Linked DNA regions of Anser cygnoides: regions 2 and 3 are each linked to region 1. A link is a contact called in public Hi-C data. All regions are on one chromosome and are shown on one strand. The core of a region is the stretch at or near the end of the contact, and the rest is flanking DNA. Distances in the headings are between cores, read along the strand shown.

Region 1 (2,856 bases), core at 196-2,695:
TAGCATAACAGAGCCAGCTGCCAATCGCTCCCCAATAAGAGGGTAATTCTCTAATCTTCCGTCCGATCTGAACACTTTCACTTCCTCTGGCACCTCCTTTGACACACACGCACGCAGTATGTGACTCACCTACCTACAGAGAACCTGCCATGACCCCAGCAGCATCCTCTGAGAAAAAATAAACATGCAAAATTGTTACCAGTCGCCCTTTTCCTCTCCTCTCCTCTGGTCTCACTTCTTCACATCACCATTCCTCATCCTGCCTGCCTGGATCGTTCCCCATCGCCTCCCGCCAGCACCCACCGAGGTTAACGCTGCCTGCCCGCTGTTCACCATTCGCAGGACCAAACCCCGCTGCCCAAACCCCGGCCCCGACCCATCCCCTTCCTCACCCAACATCTGGGCAGCGGAAGGAAACCGCTGGGAGGCCCCAGCCGCAGCTGGGCGGCGGAGGAGGGAAGAAGGAAGGATGGACAACCCTAAAACCACGCTCTACAGGAGGAGGAAACCCCTGTGTGTGTGTGTGCGTCCCCGTCTCCTTCCCGTCGCTTACCGGCTCCTCGCCCTGCCCGGGGCTCTGCCCTCAGAGGGCCGCGGGAGGCGCCCGCCACGGCTGGGCCGAGCCCGCCCTGCGCGGCGGCCGCGGGTTCGAGTCCGGCCCCCGGCGGCTCGGAGGCGGCGCGGCGCCCTGAGTGGCAGCCGCCGGGCCTGCCCCGGCGCCGTGCGTGAGGCGGGCGGGGGGGCCGCGCTGCTCCAACCCCCGGGCTGTGTTGTTGGTGCCTGTCATACGGCCCTGCCTGGCCCACGGAAGGCAGAAGGGGACGGGGCTTGAGGGGAAGGGGGTCGGAGGGCTCCCGGAGCCCCCTCGGGACGTGAGCCCCGCAGGGAAGCGCTCCCCAGGTGGAGCTGCTGCCCCCCGAGCCTGCAGGCTGCCTGAACCCCCGGCTGATCTTATCAGCAAGGGTGAAAACGCCTGAACACAGGAGAAAGAAACCTGAGGCTGCAATTGGGAGTTGAGGAAAGACTTTTCCTCTATTTTCAGTTTTTTCCTGCCCCCCCCCCCCCCCCCCCCAGTTTGGCATTACAACATCTCTCACTTCAAGCTTCTTGTGCAAACGCCTCCACTGCAATCAACAGCGAGACTCCTAGAGACTTGATTTCATCCCCCTCCCCTACTGAACCAACGTTAGAAATGTGATTGCAGCATCCATCACGTCTGAGCACATAAATCCCATTACGCACTGAAGTAACCGTACTCATGCACGGCTCCTGAATCATGCAGCTCAAATTTCCAGAACAATCAAGGATATTAAATCATACCTCAGTACCAGAGCAATGTTATATCCTGCTGAAGTCTCTCAGGTGTCACGCTACGCTAAAGGGCTCCTACTGACAAAATGGTGCCTTTGGGCCTGCAAGCTCTGGGCTCAAAGCAGGGTACACTGAAGGGAGCTGAAGGTTTTTGTAAGTGACAGTAACGAAACGCTGCAGCTGCTGCGTGTTGAGGGTGCGCATTAACTGTTGAATGTCACTGCTGTAACAGCAAGGCTTAAATTTCAGCTCACTTGGTGTAATTTTATGTCATCCCTTTGCAACCAGTGCTTCCCTGAGAATGGCCAGAAGACAGCGTTTTCCTATGGGAAATAAGAAGGGAAGGGACATCTATCAAAAACCTGCGACCTTGCCAAGACGTTTTTAGACCTGTTAAAAATGTATTCTGCTATCACTTTACCCCTGAGCTTCAAAGAAAAATATCTACAGAGCAAGCAGAAATCCCCCTGGGGAAACTGATTGACAAGGGCATTTTGGTAACGGCTCCAGCTGCGGGATCTCCCACCTGGATCCAACCACCAGCTAGCACAGGGACTCCCAGCACCCTGCCACACCTCATCCTATATACAAAAAGGGATGTAACTGTTTGGCACATGCACCGTGTCCTCGTGTACCAACCTCAAATCTCCAGTGCATCACCACTGGGTACGTATTTGAGAAGGCTGTCTTTCAGCAGCAGCACAGAACTGCATTTCTTGGAAGCGCAGCGGCAGTGTTTAGATACACCCTGGCTTTGACGCAAGGGAACGGCTGCTGGACCTTGACTGCAAACAGAGCTCCTGTGACCTAGGAGCCCCTGAGCTCCCAGATAGGAACAGTTCAGCTGCTCACTGCAGCCTGGGAAGTGCTCGGTGGCATGAAGCTGAGCAGCTTCACGCTAAAATGATTTTCTTCTTCACTCAGCTGCAATTCACGTGTGCTACTTCTCTCTGCTCTCACAGAGGTACAAGTGATATCAGCAGTGTCAAAGGCGTTAGGGGACTCATTGCACTTGTTCTGATTTCTCCATAGTGCTTACAAAGACTTTTCTGCAATAAGAAGATAAGTTTCCTTCCTGTCTTCCATGTTGCTTTGCTCCTGGACTTTATTTCCAACAACTATTCCTTCAGCCAAGCAGAGGGGAATTTTACAGCTCTTTCCACTCTTTTGTCCAGACACGACATTTGTTTTTTACCCAGTTTCCTGTTATAAAATGGCATTTCTTTGATGACTAGGGACTACTGAAGACATTTCTCAACCATAAAGCTTGATTTATGACTTCAATGCAGTTAGCCCCAGCGACAGACTTAGTGTGACGGCCAGGCTGTGCAATGTCCCTTGTCACCACTGCATTAAAGCTGCTGGTGACTGCTCCATGGCACACTGGGCTGCAGTCCCATCATAGGACATGCTTCTGGACATCCAACAGCTGAGATGCATGAAGAAATGCTCAGCCTAACCTTTCTGCACTGTGAAACACTGTTAGCTATTATGGGTTAAAAGTATCATTTGGAGGTTGGTGTGCAGATAGAAACAGGCAGTACA
Region 2 (2,856 bases), core at 113-2,612, 58 kb after region 1:
TTTATAGTGCCTTGGCTTGCTACTCTGTCATGTGAACAGTATCGAAGAAAGCCAGATCCTTTTTACTTGGAAATTGATGATGTATGTACCCAAGTGTTGATCCAACTGTCTTCATGGCCCAGGAGTAACATGTTTATCTTTTACCTCCCCTCAAGCTTCTTAATATTAATAGGATGGGTCTGCACAAGACCTGGCATTTATAAATACCTTCAACTCAAGCTTCCTTTTCCAAGGCTGCCACGCATTTGAACATAATCCCAGGCCAACTGTTTCCACATCCAAGCATCCCACCCTATTCTTACTTTTATACCACTTGCACTGCTTATTGTAAGTTTCTCCTGGCTGATTTCCCAGAATATCCTTTGCCTCTGGCAAGATAATTGCACAAGACTAAAATATTGTCGCCACAGACCTTAGCTACATTATATGCTGCTGTCAATACAGCCGGGGAGGGGGGGAAGTCTGTGGGACAGAAGTGCTAGGTCCTGAAGAACTAATTCTTTCATAGTCCAGAAATCACATGGTTTAAAACAGTTGCTCCAAGATTTTGGTTTTGGTGTTTTTTTCCCTCTCTCTCCTGTGTGGGTTTGTGGTTTTTTCTATCGTTTGTTTTTTGCCGCTTGTTTTCATGTTTTTTTCCCCCCTTTTTTTTTCCCCTGGGGGGAAAGTTCAGGTCTCATCTACCAAATGCGAAATAGTGAGCAGGGTAGAGGGGAGTCAGTGTTTTGTCAGCAAGGAAAACAAGCAGTCTTAAGAGAAGTGGAGATTTTCCCACTCTTCATTTCATCTAGTTCAATATCTACTCATCTCCTGAAAAGGCAGTCAAATGGAAAATTTTACGCTGATGTCTTAAAGTATTTGATCCACTTACACTACACCAGCCGAGAACGAATGTTACCAGCCAAAATGCCAGCTGATGACACAGCAGAGACCAAAACCTCAGGTCAGTGACCTTTCGTGGGCGCCACAAAAAACTTCAGTCTTCCTTCCAAAATTAGAGGGTGGGGATGCTGATAGACAACACAGGCATGCTGGCAGGCAGCATCTGAGAGCTGGGAATTTCAGCCTTTCTTGGAGACAATACATTACCATCAGCCACACCTCTCTGCAAGGTGGCAGCCACCAGCTCCTGTGACTTCTGAACCTTGCCAGAGTCTGGCCTTCACTTTGCCTTCTGCCCTATTAAACACACATGATTCCTCATCTTCTCTAAGGAATCACACTGGTGATGGGGATCGCATTCCCCAGCATAAAGTTAAGCTAGTGGTAGTCCCACAGGCTTCTTTAACTCATGAATTCCTCAACCTACTATTGTGAAAGTCTTTTTATACTGGTGTTGTGCGCTTGTATCTCCCTACCTTCACCATTACAAGATGCTCAAAAGCTGACTCTCCTTCTGCCAGGCTAAAACATGCAAGTCCATCTTCCACAGAAGAAAGTCTGTTGGTTTAGAGCTCCTGGTGGTCACAGTTCGGTCTGGTGTTAACGCACTAGAGCTGGGTCACTATCAGCTCTCTGCATCCCTCATCCTGTTATCTCAGAAAACAGACCAAGTTAATTCTGTCACGCACAGATGCGCGCACTGGCATTTAAAGGAAAGCACTTCACGTTAAAAGCAGAGTTTAATTGCAGTGGAAAAAGAAGTGGTTTGCTTCAGCAGAAATCTCAAATTTTGAAATACCGAAGAGGAACTTGTTATTCAATGAAAAGATTAAACAAAGAACAGTGATTGCCACACTGCTCAGCAGCTGATCAAATGTGATTGAACTCTGTCCAGGAGGATATTGATTATAACCGCTTGCTATTCACTTTGAAATTAAAGAGGTTGAGTTCTACTCTCAATTACAACACAAGCTTCAGTGAAATCACTTTGAATTTGTACTGCTGTCACAGGACAGGGCTGCACACACCCTGACTCTGTAGTTTTCCTCCCCGGTGTAGCTCCTCTCACGTAGCCCATGGCTGAATCTCCGCTGCTGAGGTTTAACAAGTACTGAATGAAAAAGGCAATTCTTCAAATACACATTCAGGAAAATGTTAAGAAACTAATAAAACATCCAGTAAGTCAGAAGCACAAGCTTTTTGGTGTGTCAGAAAAGCAAGTTTTATTTGGAGCTTGGGAAAGGAAAATATAAAGCAATTCCATCGGTTGGTAGAAACCCAAAGGACAGTTCTATGTTAATACCCAAATCCAGAATTGCAAATTACACTACACAGTCCAGCATTGCTGGCTGGACTGAACAAAGCACAAACAGGAAAAAAAAACTGATTTAAAACAACTCTCACAAAACCCAACAACCCTTATTCTTGCTTTACTCATCCAACATGAGCAACACAGCTGAGGACAGTATTTCAACAATCTGTGTAATTTTATCTTTTCTGTGTTCTTCTACTTTGGATATTATGTGTCATCTCTGTTTGTACAACAGCCAAGTGCCTGATCCTGCTTTCTTTGCCAGCCATACAGATCATAAATCAGAGAGCACAGCTCATAAATCACGTGCCACTGAATACTGAATCAAACTGAGACACCCAGAGACTCCACTTGGTAGGAACTACAGGACTTTAAGGGGGCTGGGGGCAACTGGGGTATGCCCTGACATGCAGGAATAGGTGCAAACACAGGTGTCCTCAGCAGCAGGCATCCCCTGGTAGGGGGCCTCAGCCAAGCTGTCTACAGGGCAGCTGGGGCACATCCCACCCTGCTCCTTCTCCCTGGACCATTTCAAGCCCATTTGTTGTCCCATGCCATGTACATGAACTGGGAATGAGACTTTTCCACTGTGTCCCTATGAGCCACTTCATAAATACCATGAGTGAGGGGAATGGAGCCTGTAAACATTCAGAAATCTGTGA
Region 3 (2,856 bases), core at 127-2,626, 39 kb after region 1:
ATGTGGAGAAAGTAACCTAGGTCCAAGTAAGCAGAGAGCATATTTGAAACAAACCAGAGGAAAAGGTTTTCCACATGGGTTTGAAACAAGCCAGAGGAAAAGGTTTTCCACGCAACAAACTGAAGGCTTATGACCACATGATAAGAGCTTAAATGGGATTAAACATGCTCAGAGAGTCACAATCTATGAAATCTCCATCTCAGGAGATGGCTAACCTGCAGGTCAGCATTGCTCCAGGGGACAGACCACTCAACACATGCCCTGCTCCCTGATCTCTTTCTTTCAGCCTTCCTTGCCAGTTGCTGTCAAACAGGACGCCAGGCTAGATAAATCTTTGCTATTATCCAGCAGAATATTCCTTACAGTTTTTGGTGCATTAGCAAGATCTGCTTTATTATACAATAATATAGCACAGTATCGTGTTATGTTGCTTCTAGCACTGTAGCAGCCTTCATGGAGCTGGGTGTCCCTGTACACCACCTTGTTACAGCCCTGTGTTTCTTGTCGCCACTTACTCTCTGAAGCATTTTACTTACTGTGCATGGTATACAAAGTGGGGCGCTTGCTTGGTCCTGTGTTTACTGAATGTGACGCTGTATAAATATTAGGCACAGGAGATACTAAGGTAAGCTGTCAGAAAGCCCCCGTGGAGGGAAAACATGGAGACCTGACCTCCAGCCCCCTCGATCCAACACACAAGGTTAGCTGATATGATAAACACCGTAAATAGAAATGACTTGTTCTGAGCAATAGCTGTTAAACCAATAAACAGCGAAAACTTCAGAGAAAAAACCACTGTTTTTCCTCATTTATCAAATAAGACTCTGTATCTTTTTTTTTCTCCCCCTTTTTAAACAAGTTCAGTTTGTGAAGATTGAAGAAAAACAAGACGTCCTTTCAAATCCCTCCTCTGGATCAAACCTCATTAGGTTTTGATGTCAATGGTGCATAGAAGGCTGACTGCTGCCAGCAGAAGTATTTGGCAGCCGGGCTGTTACATAATACAATCCTGTCTTTCACAGAAGAGAGATCTCTGTGCTGCTAAATGTGCTAAAATTTAACCCGCTGCTTTGCTCCATCCAGCCAAAACAGCTCTGTGCATTTTCCATAGTACTAACCAATGGTTGTTAAAAAAAAAAAAAAAAAAAGTCAACTTTCTGCTTGAAAAATAAAATACCCAAAATACTAAAAACACATATAGATATTTATTTAAGGAAGTACACATTTCCCTTTCCCCACCTCTGACCAAAATCTACTCTGAGAAGGGAGATGTTTGTCCCAGAAAGCAAGAGTAGTATTAAAAAAAAAAAAAACACACACTTGTACAACTCTCAGAAAAAAATTATGTTAAAGAAAAGAAACAAAGTGTGTTGTTACCCTCGAACTGTGTCACTGCTTCATGGAAACGTTTGGACTCAAAACTCCGGAAATGTAAAATGTTTTCCAAGGTTGTTTACAGTGAGCTTGAATTTTCAGCTCCCACGAGTAGGAACAAAGTGTTTAAACTTCAAAATTTTTTTCCAGAATGGCTTTTTAGCTGTGCCTGTGTATCCCTTGATGCTAAAAGAAAACAAAAATACAGCTTTGAGTGGTGTAGATCAGGGGCATTTCTGGTCCCACTCCTAGTTTTCATTAACATTTGTCAACAAACTGACCCAGCAATTTATCGTGCCAGATGCTGACAGGTGATATTCCCACCGAACCCAAGTTTTAAAAACCCAACTATCTTCTCTAAGCCCCCATATAAAACCTCCCAGCCATCCCTGGACCAGCCCCAGTAAGTATCTTGTGTTCAGCTAATGAACACCCTCCAGTGACATTGATATTAGAACGTCTTGGAAAGAGAAATTCAATTACAGGTCTGACTGAAACTGGAAGAAAGGCCCTCAGGATTTACCCCAACAGAAACCAAATGGAAAGGGCTCAGGAGGCACAGCTCTCCCCAGTCAGCTCACAGTCACCAGCAACGATCACCCAGTAAGCCTCTCAGAGCTGGAGAAATACTTTGGGGATGCAAATCCATATTCAAGCACAGAGGTAAGGGGAACTGGGGGGTACATCAGAGGGATGGGGTGTGCACCCAACTCCACACCAAAGATGTCTCGCGTGGTGCTACCAGCCACCTCTCTATTCCCTGGCTAACATCAGGCAGACAAAATCCTTCCCCAAAAAGCCTCAGAGTCGGCTGTTGCTGCAAGCAGAGGTTAGTGTTACAGGTATCTCCTTACAGAGCATGGACACAGGCAGCTATAGACATCCTACACATAGTGCATGCCAGAAACAACCATACCCCCCTGTCCTGGGTTCCAACTACAGCGTAGCACGCTTTATTTAACTGACCCTGACGGAGGGAAGGGACTCACCAAGGCAGCTAAGGGCAACAGCTATCCATTCACCCCTCTGAAAGGAAAGTCAGAAGACAGCAATTTATATACTTGGCACTGTCCACTGAAGGAGCCTCTCCACCCAGAAGACCAGAGATCAGCACACCTGAGTCTTAGGGCTCCAGTTCACCTCTGAAGGCAACCCTACCCCAAATGGCCCCACTTGGCCAACAGGACAAGCAAGGCACTGTCTCCCAGCGGATGCTGGTCACGGTGGCCTGGGGCACTGCAGTGCTCCCATAGTGTCCAGAAAACTTCTCAGTATGGTCTGAAGATCATTCCTTGGTGCTCCTCCAAACCCCAGCTGAGCACATTATGTTTTCAATTGAGCTGCATGTTTCACGGGTGGCTGCTTTATTTATTGTACACAGGGAGGAGTGCACGAGGAGAGAAAGTAGGTGGGAAGAGTTATGCAGTTTTAGGAAAGCTTAGTTTACTTAGAAATTTATCTTTTGATTCCCCAAATCAGGAA

What was found. Hi-C and Micro-C count contacts between places; a contact is called where the count stands out from the background.
Region 2: a contact with region 1 is called in a Hi-C map of liver, with 2.1 times the contacts expected there. The contact joins the enhancer-like site here to the promoter of SLC41A3 in region 1. A contact is called at or near these places in 2 of 7 Hi-C or Micro-C datasets (both in liver).
Region 3: a contact with region 1 is called in a Hi-C map of liver, with 3 times the contacts expected there. The contact joins the enhancer-like site here to the promoter of SLC41A3 in region 1. A contact is called at or near these places in 2 of 7 Hi-C or Micro-C datasets (both in liver).

Annotation. Positions count from the first base shown.
Region 1 is chr10:13,046,079-13,048,934 of Taihu_goose_T2T_genome, reverse strand. It overlaps SLC41A3 (solute carrier family 41 member 3), which reads right to left and starts at 1,445. Exons shown (of 11, transcript XM_067003004.1): 1 at 1,321-1,445.
Region 2 is chr10:12,987,522-12,990,377 of Taihu_goose_T2T_genome, reverse strand. The region is part of intron 6 of LOC136791594 (a long non-coding RNA gene); the gene reads right to left. Among named protein-coding and RNA genes, the nearest start is that of SLC41A3, 59 kb to the left of the region's middle. Within about 2 kb of position 1,362, at least 1 of the 3 cell types and tissues checked has open chromatin away from gene starts, as enhancers often do. A contact at or near this core is called in liver, where this site is marked.
Region 3 is chr10:13,007,386-13,010,241 of Taihu_goose_T2T_genome, reverse strand. The region is part of intron 6 of LOC136791594 (a long non-coding RNA gene); the gene reads right to left. Among named protein-coding and RNA genes, the nearest start is that of SLC41A3, 39 kb to the left of the region's middle. Within about 2 kb of position 1,376, at least 1 of the 3 cell types and tissues checked has open chromatin away from gene starts, as enhancers often do. A contact at or near this core is called in liver, where this site is marked.